Linked DNA regions of Rattus norvegicus: region 2 is linked to region 1. A link is a contact called in public Hi-C data. All regions are on one chromosome and are shown on one strand. Each heading gives the region's core, a stretch centred on a gene start, on an enhancer-like site or on the middle of the called end of the contact. The rest is flanking DNA. Distances are from core to core; before and after follow the strand shown.

The links. A called contact is a pair of places that touch in the nucleus more often than the background predicts.
Region 2: a contact with region 1 is called in a Hi-C map of liver, with 1.7 times the contacts expected there. The contact joins two enhancer-like sites. A contact is called at or near these places in 2 of 12 Hi-C or Micro-C datasets (kidney and liver).

What each region holds. Positions count from the first base shown.
Region 1 is chr9:71,413,014-71,416,891 of GRCr8, forward strand. All of the region lies in intron 20 of Pard3b (par-3 family cell polarity regulator beta), which reads left to right. Among named protein-coding and RNA genes, the nearest start is that of Nrp2, 200 kb to the right of the region's middle. Within about 2 kb of position 1,723, at least 4 of the 93 cell types and tissues checked have an H3K27ac peak or open chromatin away from gene starts, as enhancers often do. A contact at or near this core is called in liver, where this site is marked.
Region 2 is chr9:71,519,051-71,523,319 of GRCr8, forward strand. All of the region lies in intron 22 of Pard3b (par-3 family cell polarity regulator beta), which reads left to right. Among named protein-coding and RNA genes, the nearest start is that of Nrp2, 96 kb to the right of the region's middle. Within about 2 kb of position 2,006, at least 2 of the 93 cell types and tissues checked have an H3K27ac peak or open chromatin away from gene starts, as enhancers often do. A contact at or near this core is called in liver, where this site is marked.

The DNA.
Region 1 (3,878 bases), core at 473-2,972:
TCAGATCATTTGACTCTAAATGCAGCTTTGAGGATATGCAGTTCATAAATTTCCTTTTGAATCTTTTTTTTGACACTATTTCTCCAAACTTAGCTATCTCAGGCAGGTAAAGGATTTCCAGAACATGCTTACAAGACTTACAAGTAGGATTGGAGATCTAAGAGCATAACAGGAATAACGATGATGGTGGTAGTGGTGGTAGTGATGATGATAATGATGACGACAATGATAGCAATGACAACAATGCTGTTGGTGGCCATGCTGCTGACAATTTCTAATAGAATTCATTGAGTATTATATACTTTCCCAGTGTCGAGACATCTTACATGCATCACATTGTCTCTTGAGAAAAGTTTAAGTATTTACCATTTCTCAAGTTTATTACCTTTCCTGTGGTATTCAGTAACATGGGATTTAAAGCAGAGAATAAATCCTGCACTTCTGTGAGTTTTGGCTGTGTCATGAACATCCTTGAGACTCTTTAACACTGGGAAGGAGGCATACCTGCATCTTGAGTTATCCTTGGAAGCTTAAACTACTTAGTGCATGTTAGACCTGTAGCACTGGGGCTGGCTCATACTGACTTCTTGGAAAGATGTAGTCATCCTCTCCCTCCTGGCTTCTCTACTACTGTGGTTTAAGATGCTCTGCCCTAGACTACTTAGGTGGACAATGTAGGAAACAAAGATCTAAAATACATATAAATAGGGGATCACAGGAAGCACCGATAAAATGTGTTACACTTACTTACCTCCCAGACTAAGGCCCAGGAAACATGATTCCAGAACACTTATTTGAGGTTATACTATTTACTAAAGCAGTACTTGTATTTACTCAGTATATATTCATTCAGTAAAATGAGGATGTAGTCCTTCCCTTAACAGAACTTGGGATCTTCTAGAAGAGACAAATATTAAATATTTAATTATACATTCACTGAGTATTACCAAGGAGCAGCTTAGGATGTTGTAAACACTATTGTATTGTTAATAGTGATTGAGAAAGTGACATTTGAAGTTGAATCTGGAAGATTTTAGTAATTAGTAATTTGGTGGTAAAATGGACACAGGAGGCTTCTCAGCAGAAGAGCCCGTGGTGTGGCCCCGGTGTGGAAACACTATGGCACATGGAGAAGCAAAGGTCCCCCTGGAACAAGAAGGAAAGCCTCGTGCTTGAATGAGTTGGTCTGTATACACTTCCCTTCCCTTCAGTAGACCAAGAGATGTCTACAGGTACAAGTCACATTACACAAGGCTTCCTACTTTCTTCAGAATCTCAGGCTAACCATCACATTCAAGTTACCTGGGAACCTCACTCTCATGACTATCAGGTTCCTTATTAATCTGTTATGTGTTGGTTCCTACAGTTGAGGGTCACCTCTATGTTTTTCAGTATTCTCAACTCAAAGAGTGCACCCAAAACCCTGGGTCCCCTCACTCAGAATGTCTGGCTAGTTTTGAGATTAGCCCCAAGTCTTCATTTCCAACAAGCTGCCAGATGACTCCCATGCTGGTGGCCTGGTGTCCATTGGTAAAGCACACAACTAAGGCATCTTTCTCCCTTCTGCAGCTTAACTACCACAGCAAGTTTCCTTGATTCTTAGGAAATGTCTAGGGAGGGTCAAAAGAGAAACTACCAAAATCCAGACTTGACTGTGCTCACTGCACCACAGGCCTAAAGCAAGAACACTTTGTGTGGTTCTCCTTACCTCAGGCTTCTTCCCAGTGTTCAGCACTGTAGGTATCAAGTACATGTTTATCAAAAGAATTGATCAGTGAAGGAATTGCAGAATGGATCAAGTTTAGTAATTTCAGAAGGAGGTTTTCTCCATTACTTTTTGGAAAGCTCTCTGATTCCTTTCAGGCCAAGAGGACTTCAGAAAAAAAGAGAGAGAGAAAAAATTATTGTCATTCTCCTGGAATGCAGCCCCAGAAATTGCAGAGTCAAGATCTGCTTGCATTTTAAGTACTTATTTGGCTTGGAAGCTGAAATGCTAACAGGATTACAAAATGCCGAGTTTGCGGAGTTTCAGTTTGTTTATGCTCATGCTTGGTTCAAAGTCCCTTCGTCAATCAGTACATTTCTGTTTCTAATTGCAGTTTTAATTTTTTTTTTTTTTGCCACCTGCACAGGCATTCTCAGCTGAAGTTAGCTTTAGCAATTTGCACAGGTATAATGTAATGGGATGAGGCTCTTACCCAACAGAGTGTCACCTACCCTGGTATCTAATGAATTCAAAGTCACTCTACGTCAATTCGCGTTATGATTCAGGAAGCAGCCTGCTATCTCCCCCATCTTCACTCTCACAATGTTGTAAAACATTCTTAATAGACAACTGTCCTCATTCCAGGCACGTGCAGTTTGACTAGAGGATGCCACATGATTTTGATTCTGTTGATTCTAGATTCTTTATTTACATCTCTCAGTAGAATCTCTGGATGTAGATGAAAGAACGAGAAGCTGTCTTAGTTAGGGTTTCTATTGCTCTGATGAAACACCATGGCCAAAACGTGCACTGTGGAGGACAGGGGTCTTTTGGCTTATACTTCTATGTTGCTATTCACCACTGAAGGAAATCAGGACAGGAACTAAAGGAGGACAGGATCCTGGAGGCAGGAGCTGAGACAGAGGCCATGGAATCCCAAAGAAGTGAACTCCAATCCCAGAGAAGGAATGGATGTGCTGGCAAAGTGAGGGCAAGCAGATAAAGAACAAACAACCCTTTCCTTCTTCCACCATCAGAAGCCATGGCCAAAATTAAAGGTGTGCCTCAAGATCCAGACGAAAAGTATGTGTCACCCTACTTCAAAATCCTAATCAAAAGTTTGTGTCTTCCAGCCTCAAGGTCCAAATCAAAGGTGTGGCTTCCTCCCTCAAGATACAGATCACCAGTGCACCCTGCATTTCTTGATTATAGTTTATTCCAGATATACTCAGGATGATGATACAGACTAGCCATCAAAGAGGCGTCTCTAATTTCACCATAGTGTCTGCTAAGGCTATAACTTGGTGGTAGAGTACTTACCTCACATGTGTGAGGACCTAGGTTCAACCCTCAGTCCTCCCCCAAACTCAAAAAAAAGGAAGAAAGATAACAGATTATGCAATTCTCCCCAATATACACATACAATCTGGAGGTATCTCACAGTGCCCTATTAAGTTACACATAGACTCATAGTCCTAGGAGTATCAAACTGGTTCTGGTACAAGTAATCTATCATATTCCAAATGTGACCCACATCAGAACTCATGCTATAAAGTCTTCTGTGTATTGCGATGACTGAACGTGAGCAGTCTATATCTAGATTTTGCTTTGGACTTTGTCCCCAAATAACACCTGAAATGGTATAAGTAACTTCCCAGTAGGCTTTAATAATCAAAGTTCTACTTATAGAAATCATAATCTCAATATCAGTGGATGATGTTTTCAGGGGGATAGGCTCAGAACATTCTACTTTGCCACCATCCCCTTGATTTGATTTGAAATGACCTAATAAAGATAATTCACTGAAAATGAATTTTTTAACGTGGCCTAAATATGTAGCTCAGTAGTAGATCATTTGTCTACATACACAAGACCCTGGATTTACCCATAACCCCCATCCAAACAAACTAGCAAACCAAAAAAAACCAAAGAATAACTCTTGCTTTTAAATATGAAAACAAGAACATTTGAATGTGCATTTGAACATGCCTGGCTTGGGCTTCCATTAGATAGTCTACAGCTCTTAAGTGGAACATTATTACCGTGTATGACATAACTCATCAAAAACACACATACAATTGTATTTTTAAGTAAGCTTATAAAATAATGTATCAACCTATGGCATTTTTAATGGTCGTATCTCTTGGCGTTATATCTCTTTTTTCTCTATTCA
Region 2 (4,269 bases), core at 756-3,255, 110 kb after region 1:
ACAGGTACAGCAAAGCTGGTATCAGCTAGTCTGGGGTCTTGAATGGAGAAGGCATAGTACTCTCCTGCAAACTCGGTGTGTCTATTACATACAATTGAACAGGAAGGCAGGGTGATTAGATACAGCTAAACGAAAACAGTGAGTGTGTGGTGTACAGCTGAATACAGGAGTAAGCTTAGTAAGAGCATTCCCTAAGGAAGCAGGCTTCATCCTGGGGCAGAAGGCTATGGGGTCATTTTCTGCACACAGTCACATTTGTACCTGAGGAAGGCTTTGCCAGTCCTCTGAGCCTCTCCTAAGGAAGGCTTTGCTACTCTCACACGGCTAAAGTATTGGGTCCTTGGCATGAGAATACACATGTCAACAACATATATTCGCTCGGGATTTTACTTGCTCAGGGTCTCCTACGCTCCCTACAATCACGCATCATTCATCCATAAAGAAAATGACATACTGCCATTTTCAACAAAGTGGGCAGAACTAGAAGATACTATGTTAAGTGAAATAAGCCAGACTCAGAAAGACCAGAAGCACATGTTTTCTCTCATACAAGGAGATGAAAAGCAAAAACAAAAACAAACAAACGAACAAAAAAAAAACCCTTTTTATGCCTGATAACAGAAGCAGGACTAGAACCTCTTAGGAAATAATAAAGGAACCAAATGTAAGTGGGAAGAACAAATTAACAAAAGAAGAGTGAACATAATCAAAACATGTAAGTGTATATAGAGAATGAAATACATCCACTTGACAGTTAATATGCATAAACAACTATAAATACAAGTGAACATTAAAAACATAAGGGAGAAAGAATCCACTATATCCTAGTCATAGCTTTTCCTGGCCTCGCTCATCCTTATCTTGGGAAATGAGTCTCCCCTGTGACCCAGAGGTACCTTTGCACAACTGGTTTGAGAATCCGAGTAAACAAGCTCTAGGGGTAAAGTCCTCACATGGGTGGCTTTGTGCCCATAGGGAAGGCAGACATCTGTGGTTATAAACCAGCATGCACCAGAGGCCGCCAAGGGACTGGGGCTTTGTCTGAATGGATGACAGTTTTAATTTCAGTCTCCGGCAGAGGTGGTATCCAGCCAGCACTACTTCAAACCAATTTTGCAAATCACATTTTGTGGCTGAAAATTGGTTTATTGCACTCGTCCCATTTTGGAGGTCAGATTTCCCTGGTTTTGTGGTGGTGTCTCTGCTGAGGTGGGATAGCAGGCAATGATCCTCTTTCTTCTAATTGAAATGACAGCATATTCTATCACAGATTAATTTTAAATTACCCATGTTTCTCTTCTTTAATCAAGATGATAAAAAACAGCACACATAATTTTCTGCGCTATTCTTTTAATTTTTTTTTCCAGACTAATAACAGCCGATTGGCTCTTGACGTTTATTACCATGCACGGCAGTTTCATTCCAAGCGTGCTAGCTTTGACTGTTTATCATTTTATTCTTAATTATTTTTAAACTTGATTTTGTATCAAAGTAAGTGGGGGAATAAGGCTTAAATCATAGATCGTGCTGAGACTACTCTTTGAACTTAAAAATGATGCTATCCTGAAGAGAGTCTGTCCCCGGATTATATCTCAAGCTGAAATAAGGGCCTTCTTACTGGAAGAAATATTTCTTTAAAATGAGTAGTTGCAAGAAGTGCTCATCCGCGAGCGTCTACCAATTAGAAATGGCTCCATACCTAAGATGCTTTAATAATGTCAGTTAAGCAGCGTTTTAGCTCATTTTTATAACGCGTTCAGGTTTGGTGATTTATATTGAGCATTAAACATAATAAATTTAGATCTTTGTTCAAGTATGAGGTAGAGCATATCTGAATCACCCATTTAGCCAAGTGCCCCAGGAGGTCCGATCCTACACCATCATTCATGACTGTAATAAAACAGGTCTCTCCTGTCCCTTCTTTGGCATCTGTAATAATGGGAATGGCATGTGTGTTGCGACACTGTAACAGGAGGGCATGCTGACGTGTCTTCATGGCTCCAACCAAGGGCCCACGACCAAAGGGCAAGTTGAGGCATGCATCAGTGACTTCACTCTCAAATTAGCACCCAACACTATGCTCATGTCTATGTTTCTAGCCATGCAAAAATTCAAAACATAAATTTCTGTACCTAAAAGCAAATCCCATTCCACATAAGTAGCAGTTTTAAAAGAATGAATTAAAAAGATTAACACACAAATAAGAGCTGGGGGACAGGTCAGTGGTTAAGAGTGCTGTGTCCAAGCTTGAGGATGAGAATTCAGACAGCATCTCGGTGTGATGACTCCTGCCTGCACCTGTAACCCCTGCACTGAGAAGAGTAGAGACAGGAGAATCACAGGGTTTGCTGACTGCCACCCTCACCAAAATATGTAAGGTGTAAGCGCCACGTTCAGCCAGAGACCCTACATTAAAAGAACAAGGCTGAGAATAATAGAGAGGAACTCAATGCCTTCCCGTAGCCCCTGTACTCACAGGAGCATGTACCTGTCAGTGTCGCGCCAACATGTACCCACACGCGTCCACACACAGTACACGTTCATTCAAAAGACACACAAATGGATCTCTGTTAGGAGCTAAGATCCCCCTCACCAAACACATAGGGAGGTTTAAAGCCTTCACTATTTCAGCCACTCTGCTGACAATTCTTTCTTTCTTTAATCATGGGAAGGCATGAGACACTAAAATACATTGGGAGAAAAGTGTTCCCTTTGATGAAACAATAATTATAATAGCCTTCTGTACAATTATCATGACAAGCTTGACTCTGCTCTGACTCATTCTGAAAGTGACTTGCAACAAAGTTTGAGCTGCAATTTGTGTATAAGATGCCTGAATACCTATGTGGATACGTACTGTAGTTAAGAAAACACTCACACCTGGAGTGCTGAGATGGGGTGGAACGTTAATTCTTTCATTTAAAGATGCCTTGGGTTGGAAAGATTGCTCAGAGGCTAAGAACTTGCTGCTCTTCTGGAGGATCCAAGTTTGGTTCCCAGTATCCAAATCAGGCAAAACACAACTGCCTGTAACTCCAGTTCTTTCTTCTTGATTCCACAGGCACCCACAAACATCACACGCACGCACACACACACACACACACACACACACACACACACAACACAACACACAATCTTTAAAAAAAAAGATGCCTAAGTCATCTAAAACATGTCATGGCAGTCTTAGAATGAAAAGAGGGTAGAAGACATCGCCTCCTTTTCTAACAATGAGGTCATTCCCTCCTAGGCAGCTTTTGTGAAGTGGGGTTACGGTCAGTATGCACAGTCTGGGTACAGCTCAGATTAGCCAGCCCAAGTCCGTCCTCATCCACTCAATCCTCAGTCTTGTATAGATCGGTCTCAGCCTATATGGATACCAAGTGTCCTGGAATTTGAAGTGTTACCTCTCGTCAAAATGAAGATCAGTCTTGTGAGCAGTGGCCAGGCTAGCCCATTACATCACTGACATAACATCCAGGTAAAATTTCTGAACACTGGCTGGCATACCTGCCCCAGTGTGAGCATTCTCTGCAGATAATCAACTCGGGATAATTCATACCCCTTCCTTGACACACCAGAGCCCGGTAAGAAATAATGAAAGGAAACAGAAATAGGAAACATTACTTTTAAGAACGCTATTACAATGCTGGTAATTAAAGCAGAAAATATAAAATTGAATAAGTAATCATGCTTCATTTGTTCTAATAATTGTTCTTGAGAAAGAGCAGGTTCAATCAGAAGGAGGAGGAAGTAGCTGGAAACTGTGTTTGAGGTTCACAGTGAGCCATCTGGCCTCTGTCCATCCTGACTTTAGTTCCTTTGGGATGTCCTTTTGCTTTAATAATTAGAGAGATTAGCCTGGGTTGCGGCTTTTTCCTTCTGTTTTTGGCTATGAAACAATGGAACCAAACATGGACAGACTTTTTGGTTTTTGTCTTTCTTTGTTTGCTTGTTGTACCTGGGAAGGGATATGAGAGGTAGGAGAGGGATGTTAGAAAGTGGCATGGCCTCTAATGGCACTGACTGGGGACTTCACAAGTGACACAGAGGGAAACTGGGCATGCTCTGCTCTCTTGATAACTGATGTAAGTGACCACAAAAAGATACAGTGAGTAGTCTCCCCGACAGTCCACTGTGATAGCTGGGAAAGGGGGTATGAAATGCAGATCATCTGGGAGGCTGAACTGATCATCACCAGGGTAAGAGGAAGAGACTTGCGGCATGGCTGCTGGGGGGGGGGTATATGGAGATATATATGCATTTGTCTTA